2 separate regions of the Acanthopagrus latus genome follow, and region 2 is linked to region 1. Evidence: chromatin contacts called from public Hi-C data. All regions are on one chromosome and are shown on one strand. The core of a region is the stretch at or near the end of the contact, and the rest is flanking DNA. Distances in the headings are between cores, read along the strand shown. Region 1 holds the start of ccdc88b (coiled-coil domain containing 88A). Region 2 holds the start of macrod1 (ADP-ribose glycohydrolase MACROD1).

Region 1 (6,175 bases), core at 2,323-4,822:
ACGTTACCTGAAAACAACTCACCCTATTACCTATCAGTTACACAAGAGTCAACAATTAAACCAGGTCACATTCACACATTCATGGCGTATGCACAAACACTAAGCATCATGTAAACAAATAATTACATAAAGGAAAACAAGCAATATTCATAAAGGGCGTTTCGAACTTGAGGTGTTTGTGACCTTGGACTCATCTTGCATCACAATAAGAGTAAACATTATAACATTTCAGCAGACAGGACGCTTGAGAGTAAAGTTAATGTAACTATGTGCAAATATGAGCATCATTCACAGCTCGGTTATCAGGTTAATGGCAGCTAATAACTTTATGAAAATGCTTGTGGACAGAAATGAGATTTTAGATTGTGGATGCAGGTTTTAAAGTGTCTTTACGGCTTCTTTCCTTCCAGCTCTCTGTGCTTGTGAGCCTCCGGTTCTTGCAGACGGCCGTGGAAGGAGCCATGGCTCTGGAGGACCCAGAGGGTGACAGCGAGGGTTATATCCTGGAGAAGAGTGTGAAGGAAACCTTCGAAGACGTAAAAACCAAGGTCCTCACCTTGCTTAAGTTTGGTCAGGTCGACCCCAACGCCGCCGAAGAGTCTCCTGCAGACGCAGAGAAGGGACCTGATAGCGCTGCCAGCTAGAGAGGAGGGGGGATGATTTAAACGTGAGCTGAGGAGGAAGGGATGCAGGGTGGGAGGGGAGGGGGTGTCTGAGGTTTCTGGGTTGTGTGAGTCGGCTGGTGGCAGGGAGAACACCTGTTTGTGACACGTTAGGCTTGATTTATGCTCAACCAGTGCAGCAGCCACATGGCCAAAACAAGGCAACACATAGGGAATCTTATCAGGCCCTGCACAGACACCAAAACAAACATCTCCTCGGCGCAGGAGCTCATGAATGTGTAACCATCGGAGAACCTGTCCAGGAGATGTGTAGTACTTTTTGTTGTAACTAGAAGAGAGTACAGTCAGTTTAAATGGGTGTAGCGTTCACAAACACGAACATCAAAAATGTTTTGACATTTGGCTCACTTCATTTGGTACATAATGCTCAATTTGCATTTGTATTATTCATCACCCAGCTGTAGACTTTGTACTAAACTGCAATGAAATGCTTAGGAACCTGTTTAAAATGTGGAAACATGAATTATATATTAAAGGTAGAAGTTTTTGACTGCTAAGTAGTGTTGGCTTCCTTTTGTACACGTAAAATAATAGAGTGTGGGTTATCTGAGTTCAGCAAAGGAGAGTTGGATTAAGTGCGTGTGTTTGTGAGTGTGCGTGCGTGTGAGTGCGATTGCCCTATATGAAGCTGTCATTGTGTCTATTCTGGCAGCTCTGAAACAATCTGATAATCCTGGTATGGTTAATCCCAGACCTGCTGCACAAGCAGTATCAGCACACACTGACAGCACGCAGGAACACACTCGACAGCGCGCTCATCCAACATGTCGTCGGAGGTTGTTTTGTAACGCTAACACAGTTTTTAAAATGCTTTTTATTTGCAAAGGATATTTGATGGTGATCTGTCCTAGCTACAGGTATATCCAATGTGTGCTCATTCTTCTTGAATAAAACTCTATCACAGAATGAGGACAATGAATGTTTTATTTTAATCCTAACAGTGGTCGCAGAGAGGCGGGTTCTTTGATATTCAAACACAGGTTTGGTACACGAGAGGTCAGGCTGGACGTTTGGTTTCAGGCATCCTTCAAACCAGGACTGTCAGGATTTAAGATTTTCCTTACATGACTGTCATGGCCAAATGAATTTATATATTATATAAATATTTATATACTGTGATATTAATGAAAGTTAGAATTGTTTCCATTGCTTTAGTTTACTGTTGTTTTTTTAATTAGCACATGTATTACACTTAAAATATTAGAGCAGTGAGGTGGAGAGAGTTTGTGACAAACAGTTACACATGATGAATAGTGAAAAGGTAACCAGGTGAGTCATAACATCCACACTGGATTATTGCCACAGTAATATCATACGTATATGATTAACACAGGTCAGTATTGATTTTTTAAATTTTTTTTATCATATTATGTTCAGTATTGGTATATTGCAGCAACCTACTTCAAGTACATTACCTGTATTTCAATGACTGAAGGGGCACTATGTAGTTTTGTAGAATAATTCCAGAACACTGTTTGAAACTAGAAAGGTGGCAGGGTCCGCCACACATAAAAGTACAACAGCATGAAATCGTGTTGTCCTTCAAGGTCAGTTTGTTCATTCAGTTTTTCAGTTATGAAGACAAAGCATTTTTTAAATTTAGTTTGTTTCGGCATACAATTCCGTCAGTGAATAACCGTTTACTTCTGATTTGAAAATTTCCTCCACAAAACTAAAGCGCCTTTAATGTACAGAAAGTTAGTAACTGCAGTTAGTTGTCTTAAAAAGTAGCAACATGCAGATTTTCTTCCTGAGCTGCAAATAACAACACCAATCATTTCAGTCTTGATAGAAATGGATCCCCAGCTGACCTTCCTTTAACTGCATGACCACGTGACTGTTGGCAGACAAATCTGTACAGTGACAGCAAAACTTTAAAGGGAAGCAGCACAAACACTGATAGTTTCATTATTCTAACTCACACTGCGCCAACAACACTTCATAATGACACACTGAAGCAGAAAACATGTTTTTGTTGTCACTAATAAGAGTAATAAAAGGGTAAGTTCACCCAAAAATGAAAATTCAATCATAAAATGGCTCCACGCAGCTTTTCTGAAATAATCCAAGTCTCCAGAAACCCAGAGATCTCAAATTGGTTTGTAAAGAGATTATTTACAACTTCTTTAGCAGAAAGATTCATTATAGCTGCTCAGCAAAAAATGTCTGAGGTGGGTACATAACTTGACCTTGCGTCCAGGCTGCATATAACCTCTTTCCAACTCGGGGCCTGTGCTTCGTCCGCTTCAGTTGTTTGGGGATAACGCTGGGACGCCGTTTTGCCATGAAGCTCCAGAAATGTTTTGTGGACTGCGAAAGTTCACCCAACTTTCCATCATGGAGCGTGTGGTCGAGTAGATAACAGACTGAATTTTCTGTGTCTGTCTTGGGTCAAAGTTTTGTTCTTTTTGTGCTCAACTGTGTGTAAGAACTGACTATGCAAGGTAATTTTATCGGTGGCTTGAATATCACTGTTTTGTCGCAATTATTTAAGTAAACGAACCGTAGTATCAAACACTCTAACTCTATATCGTGTTCTCTACATGAAGACACTTATTGATCATCTGTGTGCTCAAATGGCTTCCCCTGACCGTAAAACAGCACCACATGATATAAATAAACAACTATAAAACCATATCCTGAACAGAGTGAGTCTCTACAAAATGACTAATACTGTTCTGCAGGTACAGAGATATGTGTTCATGTAACAACAGGAAGTGCTGCACCAAAATAAAACAACTTCCCCTGGTGCTGTTGTTACGGAAATAATGATGTAATGCATTCTTAAATGGGCAAATATGAACTTTATGTTTTATTTTTAACCACCAGAGTTCGCTATTGGACAGTGCTTGAATTTGGATTTGAATCCGTTTTTAATACTGGCGACCCTGCATCCCTGACACGTTTAATCACCGTAATAACTCCAGTCGTCCTGTTCATGAGAAAACCAGTAAGTTACTGAGCTGAAATAACTCTGTGGGGCTGCGTGGGCTTCTTATGCAAATAACCCGCTCCATAAGCAACTGTAATTCACATTATGCAGCAACGTGTTTTGAGCTATGTCATATGTCAAATCAATGCATTTCCACATGCGTATGTCTATGAAAAATGCCGGATATTAAAAATGTGATATTAACGAGGCACAACATCGTCAATCCCCGTAAACCCGCACCAAACTCCATTCACTTTTCGTCATTTTTTGTTTATGTTCAGTCTCCTGGGCTACTATCTGTGAAAATACCCGTGTGGGCCGACGTCAGCCGACGTGTTGAGGGCGTGTGTTACTGTCGGCTAGGAGAAAAAAAAAATAAAAAAAAAAAATGAAGCAACATGTGCGTTTAGTAAATTCCGGTGTGGTTTTGCAATGAAACTGACACACAGTCAGAGAGAGGAAGAGGCAGGGAGGAGGAGGGGAAGGGCCGCACAAATGTCAAACTACTTCACTTGACACAAGATGGATTCTCTCCCTTTGATTCATTGCACGCATGGCGTTGATAATACTCTTTAATTAGCTGCCTTGTGGAGAGTATCGCAGCTCTCCTGACACAACAATGGACTCTAACATTATGGAGATAATAGAGGAATTCATGGAAAGTGCGTTGGCGCAATGGGTACGTCATTTATCATTTATCACTCTCAGTTAGAGGAAAGGTCATCTTTTCTGCAGGGAATCACACAGTGTTAAAACTGTAGAAATCGGCCTTGGACTGAGGCTTATTCTGAAGAGAGCACTATTATTTTACAGTCACAAACACTCAGTGTCTTTTACAGTTTTTTTTTCCTGTTCCATTTACTTTGATACATATAAAAAGGAGAGCAGACTAAACAGCTAAAAAGCCTAGATAAAGCCTTCTTGCCATTGTGTTCAGCAAAACAAACACCCTACTTCTCCTTTTGGCAGCTTCCCTCGCCTCTTAGTGGCCAACTTTTTTTTTTTTTTTTTTCCTGTGCTAGCCGTGAAACTTCCGTGTCCTTGGGCCATCTCTCGTTTGAAACTAATATGAAGTCATGTGCTGTGTATAAAAGAGAAAATGATCTCTAAAATATGTTGAGGATTTGTTGGGTTTGTAACAGACTGGATTTCCAGCTGGGTTTTCCACATGGGAAACCAATCAGCCCGAGGGGATTTTTTTTTTTTCTCTCTCTCTCTCTCCCTCTTCTGGTCAATGAGCAGTATTTATGATATAATGTGATACTGTACTGAACCCTCGAGGGTACTCTTTAAAGTTGCCCTCTTCCAGAGAGGGGGTCAGAGGTGAGGCTCAACAGGATGCCCGCAGCTGGCTCAAGGGCGCTTCAGCAGGGTGGTTATTCACTGACACGAGAGTTTTCACCCTGCTTCACATAGGCTGAAGGACGTCCACTGGTGCTGCTCTCTGTCTATCCTGTCGCTCAGGGTCTGGAGCCGCTCTGCCTCACCTTATCATACTGAACCAACTCGAGCTTGTTACTCTGTTTACCGACAGTGCGGTTTTTTTAGAGGGTGCAGGTGGGAATAAGCCTCATTATATTGCAGTTTGCATTGGCACAGCTCTTCTTAGCACAGAGAGGGAGAGACCTTGGCTTCGGTCCTGCTTGGCTGCCTGTCACTGTGAAGTGCTTCCCAGTGTGAGAGCACAGATTCCACCTGTCCAGACAGGTGCACCAACTCAAGTGGCTTCCTGTGTGAAAAATGTTTGAACCTCTCCATCCCCCTCCTCGTCTCTTCCTCTCTCGTTCTCCCTCGTCCTCGTCAAGGAAAGGAAAAAGAAACGATGGAACAGTCATTACGTCACAAAATCTTTCTCTGGCGCCAGACTGTGGTGACAGTCTCCGGGAGAAACACACTAAAACCTAGCGTATCTGCGTGGAGCGACGCCTGATGAAGAGATGCCGCCAGAAAATAAAAGAGCACATTTCTATTCATTTGATTTCTTTTTGGAGAAAGCTCCTTTGAGTCGCAGCGTTATTGCAGTGTCACTTGGTTTGGTCACGATATTATCAGCCCTGTCAGTCATTTGGAAAAAGAAAATCAGTGGTTCACCATCTCTCTGAAGTGTGTTCTGTTATTTTCTGGAAGCATTTCATCTTCAGAAGTCACACGAAGTAGATATCTTGTGTTATTCTCAATGCATCTCCCATAGGCTTCAATACAGCTGTCAGCAAAGTCTGGCACCAGAGCAAGGATTCAGTGACGCAGCGACCCCCTTCTTCTTCTCTGGTTTCCTTGGTACACGCTCATGCTTTTCCTCATGTCTCTTTCAGGTTCAGCTGTTTGACAAGATGGTGGAGAGAGAGGACGGCGCCCCGCTCTATAGCCAGTACATGGAAGTGAACTCAGTTTCCCAGAGTGCCCGGGAACGCTACATGAGGCTGACCAATGGGATTTTCCTCAATGAGGTCATGCGGGTCATGTAAGATTGATCAAGATTTTCTTGCTCCATTGTCTCGCGGTTACACACCGGCTGTGGTGGAAGTGGTGACTAGACAAGGACAGATGAGATTTAATTAAA
Region 2 (6,070 bases), core at 58-2,557, 200 kb after region 1:
TTACTGAATGAAAAACAAAAAAGAGTTTCAAGTCACAACTTCCCAAACTCTATAATTTACTTTTTGCATTCAACAGTCTCAAATTAAAGGTGCACTATATAGTTTTGGATCAGAACAGAAAGATCTTTATTGCCTGTTTTTCAATGCCAATAAACAAACTATCTTCAATTTTCTGACTGAATACACCAAGTAAACGGACATTAAAGCACAACACAATGACACTGTTGTACTTTGTTTATATTTGGCGGACCCTGCCACCTTTCTCGCTTCAAACAAAGTTCTGAGGAGCTTATTTGTTGAGCAACTGAACACGAGACATCACTTTTGGGATACATAATTGATTGTAATGATTATAAGCTGAAGTTCAAATGTTTCTATATCATACATATTCTGTGTTACATCATGTTTTTTTGTTTGTTTTTAATGAAGGCTATTGTATATATCATATAGTTAATGGTGCGCTAACTGTGATTTGACATTACAGATGACAACATTAGAACTTTAACTGTTTTAGGGTCTAATATGTATGTATGTATGTATGTATTCGTGTTGCTGCTTTGTTGTGATGACTGTTTGATTTGACCAGCATCCATTTTAAAAGCACACAGGCTCACTAACTGACAGCCGGACAGGTGTTTGTAGGCCATGTAACAGCTCGCAGGTTTCTCCTCCGTCTATTGATAAAGCACGGCGCAGGGCGGCTGCTGTCACGTTAAATTAAAATCCTCAGGACTTCGGTTGCACAGTCTCACCCTTGGTCTCCTTCCAGCCTCCCTCATCGGAGTTCAGGTTAACTTTGAGGGCCATGGCGGTGAGGGTTCCGGTGTGGAGAGACTGGACCAGCGCGACTGTGCCCACTCCGAGGGCGGCACCGAGGGCGACTTTACCCAGCCAGCCTCTCCTCCCCCCGGGTGAGGAGGAACCGTTCCCCTGGTTGGACTTCCAAAACCCTGCTGTCGCTGTTGTAGAGAACTTCTCGGCTCTGGCGGCAACGTTAATATGGCCGCGGACAGGACTTGTTGCTGGCTTCCCCCCGAGCTGGCGGCTCCCACTAGTTAAAATGTGTTTGAACTTGACACCCGGGAAGGTAGCACGGACACGGGGCACAGGGCCGGTGCACAGAGGGGCTCTGATGTATGAAAATAGAGCTGATATTTGCAGTGCCATGCCTGAGTGACGCCGAGGGGACCACACGGATCGTGCTGCTGTAACTCAAATGTCACCGAGTCAGCCACGCCGTGGTTCGGTTTCGTTTTCGACTAGGAGCGTACACACCTCTGTCACCAAACGCTCTCATGTGCCATATTTGTTTTTAGACGTTAACGTGTGGAATGTACCATTTACGAGGGGTGCTAAGTGACTGCTGCTGGGAAGACAACAGGCTTTTAAAAGTTTAGATATGCGTTAATGTGGTGTAAATTGGCGGCGTTAGGAATTTAGTTAATGACTAATGAGAAGGATATGCTGCAGTGTTACCAGCGTTTCTATGTTTCAGTCTCAACTCTGAGTGTAAACCCCTACTGAGTTGACATGGGGAAGCCGAAGCGAATGACCACAAGCTTACGCATCCTTCAGGACTGTCGGAAATATTAGAATTAAAAAATGAAGGCACACTGGCCGAACAAAAAATACTAGCGGACCAAATGTTTATTTATTTATTTATATAGTTAGTTAGGGATATTTAAGTGCTTGATTGTTTGCTCTGTGACATATTTGAATTTTTATTTTGTGTTTTTATGACACATTCAATTTGACTTTTTTGCACATCCGTGCACACGCATATATGCACCAGTATCCCTAACTAATGTTGAGGTCATATTTAAATGCCACAACATGCTAGTGGGCTAAATATAACCCAGCTAGTATTCCAGCAAGGGGAGATAAAACGTAAGCCATCTGTAGTAAACAGGACGTTTGTGGGAAAATATATAAAACCAAGTATTCTGCAGCACTATTTGATATACCATACAGTAGGCTGTTTGATTTTAGATTATAATACACAATGTTAAGTGGGTTTTCATACATATTAATACCATTATTTTCCTTATTAACACACTGTAGAAAAAAGTCCTCCCGAAGGCTGCATAAGTGTGGTACCCGCTAGCTGTTTGTAGGCCTACATCTGAATGTGTGGAAAAATGTAGTCATACTATTATGTTGTAAATCCTTAAAACTGCTGCCACCTTTAGAGGGATATTATCATTTATTTTGCCTCTCATAGCTTTATTTTTGCCTAAATATTCTTTACTCAGCCTCTGAGGCATAAACTCTGACAGCTGTCAGCTGCTAAAATGCGGCATTACTAACCCACACCCAAATACTTATTGCTGATCTTGCAACATGATCAATAATCAAACTATTTCATGTGTGCTTACAGGTCTCGAAAAAAAAGGAAATGGGAGAAGAAAGACAAAGGGAGAGTGATAGTGTGCATCTGTTCATTTAACATTTCATATCTCTCCCCCAAATAGGCTGCATGCCCTTGCACACACACATTGCCAAATATGCATCACTCTAACAGCCTGTCACTCAAATCATGAAACCCTTTTCACATTTCCGGCTGGCGGAAACTGACAAAAAAAAAAAAGGAACAAGCCTGACAAAAGTGACACAAGCAACGCCGACAGACCACAACCTGCCCAGCCTGAGAAAGGCGAAACTACTGCAAATTTTCACAGAAAAACAACTGGGAAACTTCTTCACCGATCTGACAGAGGCCCAGGAGTTCCCCGAGTCTAAATTTCTCAAAACCTTGGACCAAGGAGACTAACGGTACTGTCTTTCAGAGTGTGAGTGTGTGTGTGAGTGAGTGCTTGTGACACCGTGAGAGAAAGGGAGAAAGCATGAAGGCCGAGAGTTCAGGCAAGATGTACGTGTGAGGCTTTTGTATTAAATCTGTAGATGTGAGGTCGATCATTGGATCACATCAGGTGAACTGGTCACAGATCAGAACTTATATTCAGAAACATGCAGATAAATAAAGTTTAGGCTTCCAAAGGAGGTAAAGAGTGGTGCATGCATGTCATCTGTTCATTGTTGTCTAACTGTCAGTGGTATATTCCTTGAAAATACAGATACATGGAGGAAAGACAAACATTTTAATCCTTTAAATTGATATTTTTAAGGTGGGTTTACACTTTCATACACATACAGTTGGTTGCGGTATCGGCATTGGATGAACATTCACCCTGGGCGGGTCAGAAAGCGGAAGCGTGTGTCCCTGGTGATAGTTCAAGTCAGAAACAGGAAGTAAATCCATCAAACTGGACATGTTGCCAAAGTCAACTCACTCATACAGTGTGTGTGTGTGTGTGTGTGTGTGTGTGTGTTGGTGCTACTCAGTATCATGTGATACTGAACCATGAGTTTGAGCCTTTTTTCGTCACAGCTGATTGTCTAAATTATGATAGACGGGTCGTTTGTTCTCCCTTTTTGTCATTTACTATCTTCAGTGCTCTGGGGAGCTGAAGTAAGCTATCAAGTTACCAATAACAACATCATGTCACTTTTTTACCTTATAATAACAGCTTCTAACTCATGTTGATGGTACCGTGTCTCTGTCTCAGCCACTCCGCCCCTCTATCACTTGTCTCTGCACTGTAACTTCAGTGAGATGGTAGGATCACAACGTGTTTATTTCAACATACATGAGACAAACATTCTTATGATGTAATGAGTTTTATTTGTAGTTAGCACCTACAAATCGACAAATTGTTACAGACATTATTTGTATTTGCAACAGTGGTGTTGCACACTTAAACTCTGGGGGGCGCCAAATCGCACAAAGTGCCAGTTTCCACATAATGTTGCTTTAAATGTTGTTTATCCTGTTGCTAATGAATGTTCTTTTTGTCCTTCTTAAAAAAGCATCATCAGATTTTAGCCATCATTTTCTATGCACTGTTATGAAATACGTTAGAAAATATTTGTTGATATCTGAAGTTTTTTTATTGATCCCAGAGAGAAACTTAAATTTTCTTTCATATGTTTATCAATTTATACATGTATTAAAGTTCATAATTCATTAGTCGTGGCACTAAATAATTGCCTAAATGCTAAATTTGGGATCGCATTGTATTTGAACACTTTTCATATTAGACTTGGTTCAAACGTAATGTGCCGTTTAAACAGTGTGGGGGGAAAACAAATGAAAGAGCAGCCTCAGTGAAGTGATGCATCATAAGTATTATTTATCTACTTGTCCTTCACCACTTTGTCTGAGCTGTCCCATATTTTTGCTCAACAAAAACACAAAAAAATTACATTTGTCAAGCGTAGCAGATCATTCGAAGAGCATTTGTTTCGCAGCCTTTCATAACAATCTGTCAACAGTTTGACAGTGTTACTAAATCTCCCTCTCTCCATGTTTGTCTATCCTGCTTTCTCCTGTCTCCTCTTCTCCATCAGACCTGTCTCCTGTAGATCTCTCTCACTCTTGCTCCCAGCATGGCGGCGTGGGACCTGTCAGTCACAGTGGAGGACCTGGGCCCTGATGCGCCTCCTGTCACCCTCAGCGTGGCCTCTGACCTCCATGTTGGAGGAGTCATCCTCAAGCTGGTGGAAAAGACACGTGGGTCACTCTCTGTTTGCCTGTGTTTGTCTCCGTCTTTCTCTCAGACACCGGGCACAAACTAAAAATAGTTACATTACATATCATTTGCATGGGCATGCAGGAATCCACACACAGAGTATAGTTAACACATTAACAGAGATTAATTATACACCCCCCATACGTTCAATCATCATGAGTTCATGCATTACTTAAGCATGTGTTTCTTGAAATAAAATATCAAGAAACTGAGGAAGGAGAGTCCAGATGAAGACCAAACGGTCGAAACATGTCGACTTTTTTAATGATTTAGAATGACAATAAAGGCAATTTAATTGTTTCGTTAGTAGGATAGTTATTGAATTATTAAACAATCTAAAGAGCTCTGTTAAATGCGTTGCGCGATTGCTTCACCTGTTTGGTAGCAAACATAGACTCTGTGGCGCAACGGTAGCGCGTCTGACTCCAGATCAGAAGGTTGCGTGTTCAAATCACGTCAGGGTCAAGTTTTTGTGATTGACACAAACACACTGAATGGCTTTTATAAAACCAGAGACTTGTCTTCTGGGTGCAAGTAGGACATGAGTAGAGAAAACTGAAGATTTATCACATTGACATATCTCTTGCTGCCTATTTCTGTCGTTCACTGTGAGTGTTTGTTAGCTCTGAACTGAACCAGTTGTCACCCAGAAATAGACTCTGTGGCGCAACGGTAGCGCGTCTGACTCCAGATCAGAAGGTTGCGTGTTCAAATCACGTCAGGGTCAAGTTCCTTTTGAAAGTGAGTCAGAAAACAGGCAAATATGATTTCTAGATATGTTTGGTCTTCAAGCTGGCGGGGCTTGTGGGCAAAAAAAATGCTTGTTGAAAAACTTGAGAAAGAAAACTGAATCCAAAGGCAATCAAGGTATTCCAAAACACAGCAATATCAAGATGGTTTAATTTTTTGGAGGGTCTGGATTGCCTGGACTTTGTCTTTGGTTGTTTCCTTTTTGTTTCCTTGTTTCTTCACTTGTGCTTTTCTCACACTACAAGGATGAAGACTAAACATATGTAGAAGTCAGATCACACACTGCGTTTGTCTTTTGTCATTTAACAGTTGCGCACATACGCTGTTTTCTGAATTACATCCTAAGTAAAGGCTGACCGCCACATGATTTGAATATGTAGCCCTCTGAGTCAGTTGCACCGCCTTTGTGCCACAGTGTCTGTAAACAGCTCCACCGAACAGTCAAAAACAATTTGACAATGCATTTCACAGAGCCGTTCATTATGTATGATGAATTCTCTGTATCTGCCTCCATCTGTTTCCTCTAAATTGACTGTTATCATTTTCATTATCCGACAGTTTAATTTCTAGCTGAATCATTTATCAGCACAAACAGATCAGCTACTGTGTAGTACTTGAGGTGAGAGACTCTGTGAACTAAATGCTCCCGGACAGATATACCTGATTTAAGATCAGTGAAACTGAGTGTCAGAAGACATAACAATGACCCTGACGTGATTTGAACACGCAAC

Evidence for each region. A called contact is a pair of places that touch in the nucleus more often than the background predicts.
Region 2: a contact with region 1 is called in a Hi-C map of muscle, with 4 times the contacts expected there. The contact joins the promoter of macrod1 here to the promoter of ccdc88b in region 1. A contact is called at or near these places in 3 of 4 Hi-C or Micro-C datasets (liver and muscle).

What each region holds. Positions count from the first base shown.
Region 1 is chr18:23,244,077-23,250,251 of fAcaLat1.1, forward strand. ccdc88b (coiled-coil domain containing 88A) reads left to right here and starts at 3,573. Exons shown (of 28, transcript XM_037077551.1): 1 at 3,573-3,633; 2 at 5,928-6,076. The coding sequence starts at 3,622. rom1b (rod outer segment membrane protein 1b) reads left to right here. Exons shown (of 5, transcript XM_037077553.1): 5 at 411-645. The coding sequence ends at 644.
Region 2 is chr18:23,442,868-23,448,937 of fAcaLat1.1, forward strand. macrod1 (ADP-ribose glycohydrolase MACROD1) reads right to left here and starts at 1,308. Exons shown (of 9, transcript XM_037078164.1): 1 at 753-1,308. The coding sequence starts at 1,167. It overlaps fermt3b (fermitin family homolog 3b), which reads left to right and starts at 1,801. Exons shown (of 15, transcript XM_037078150.1): 1 at 1,801-2,772; 2 at 4,408-4,570. The coding sequence starts at 4,447. trnaw-cca (a tRNA gene) reads left to right here and starts at 4,983; the gene lies at 4,983-5,054. It overlaps trnaw-cca (a tRNA gene), which reads left to right and starts at 5,245; the gene lies at 5,245-5,316. It also overlaps trnaw-cca.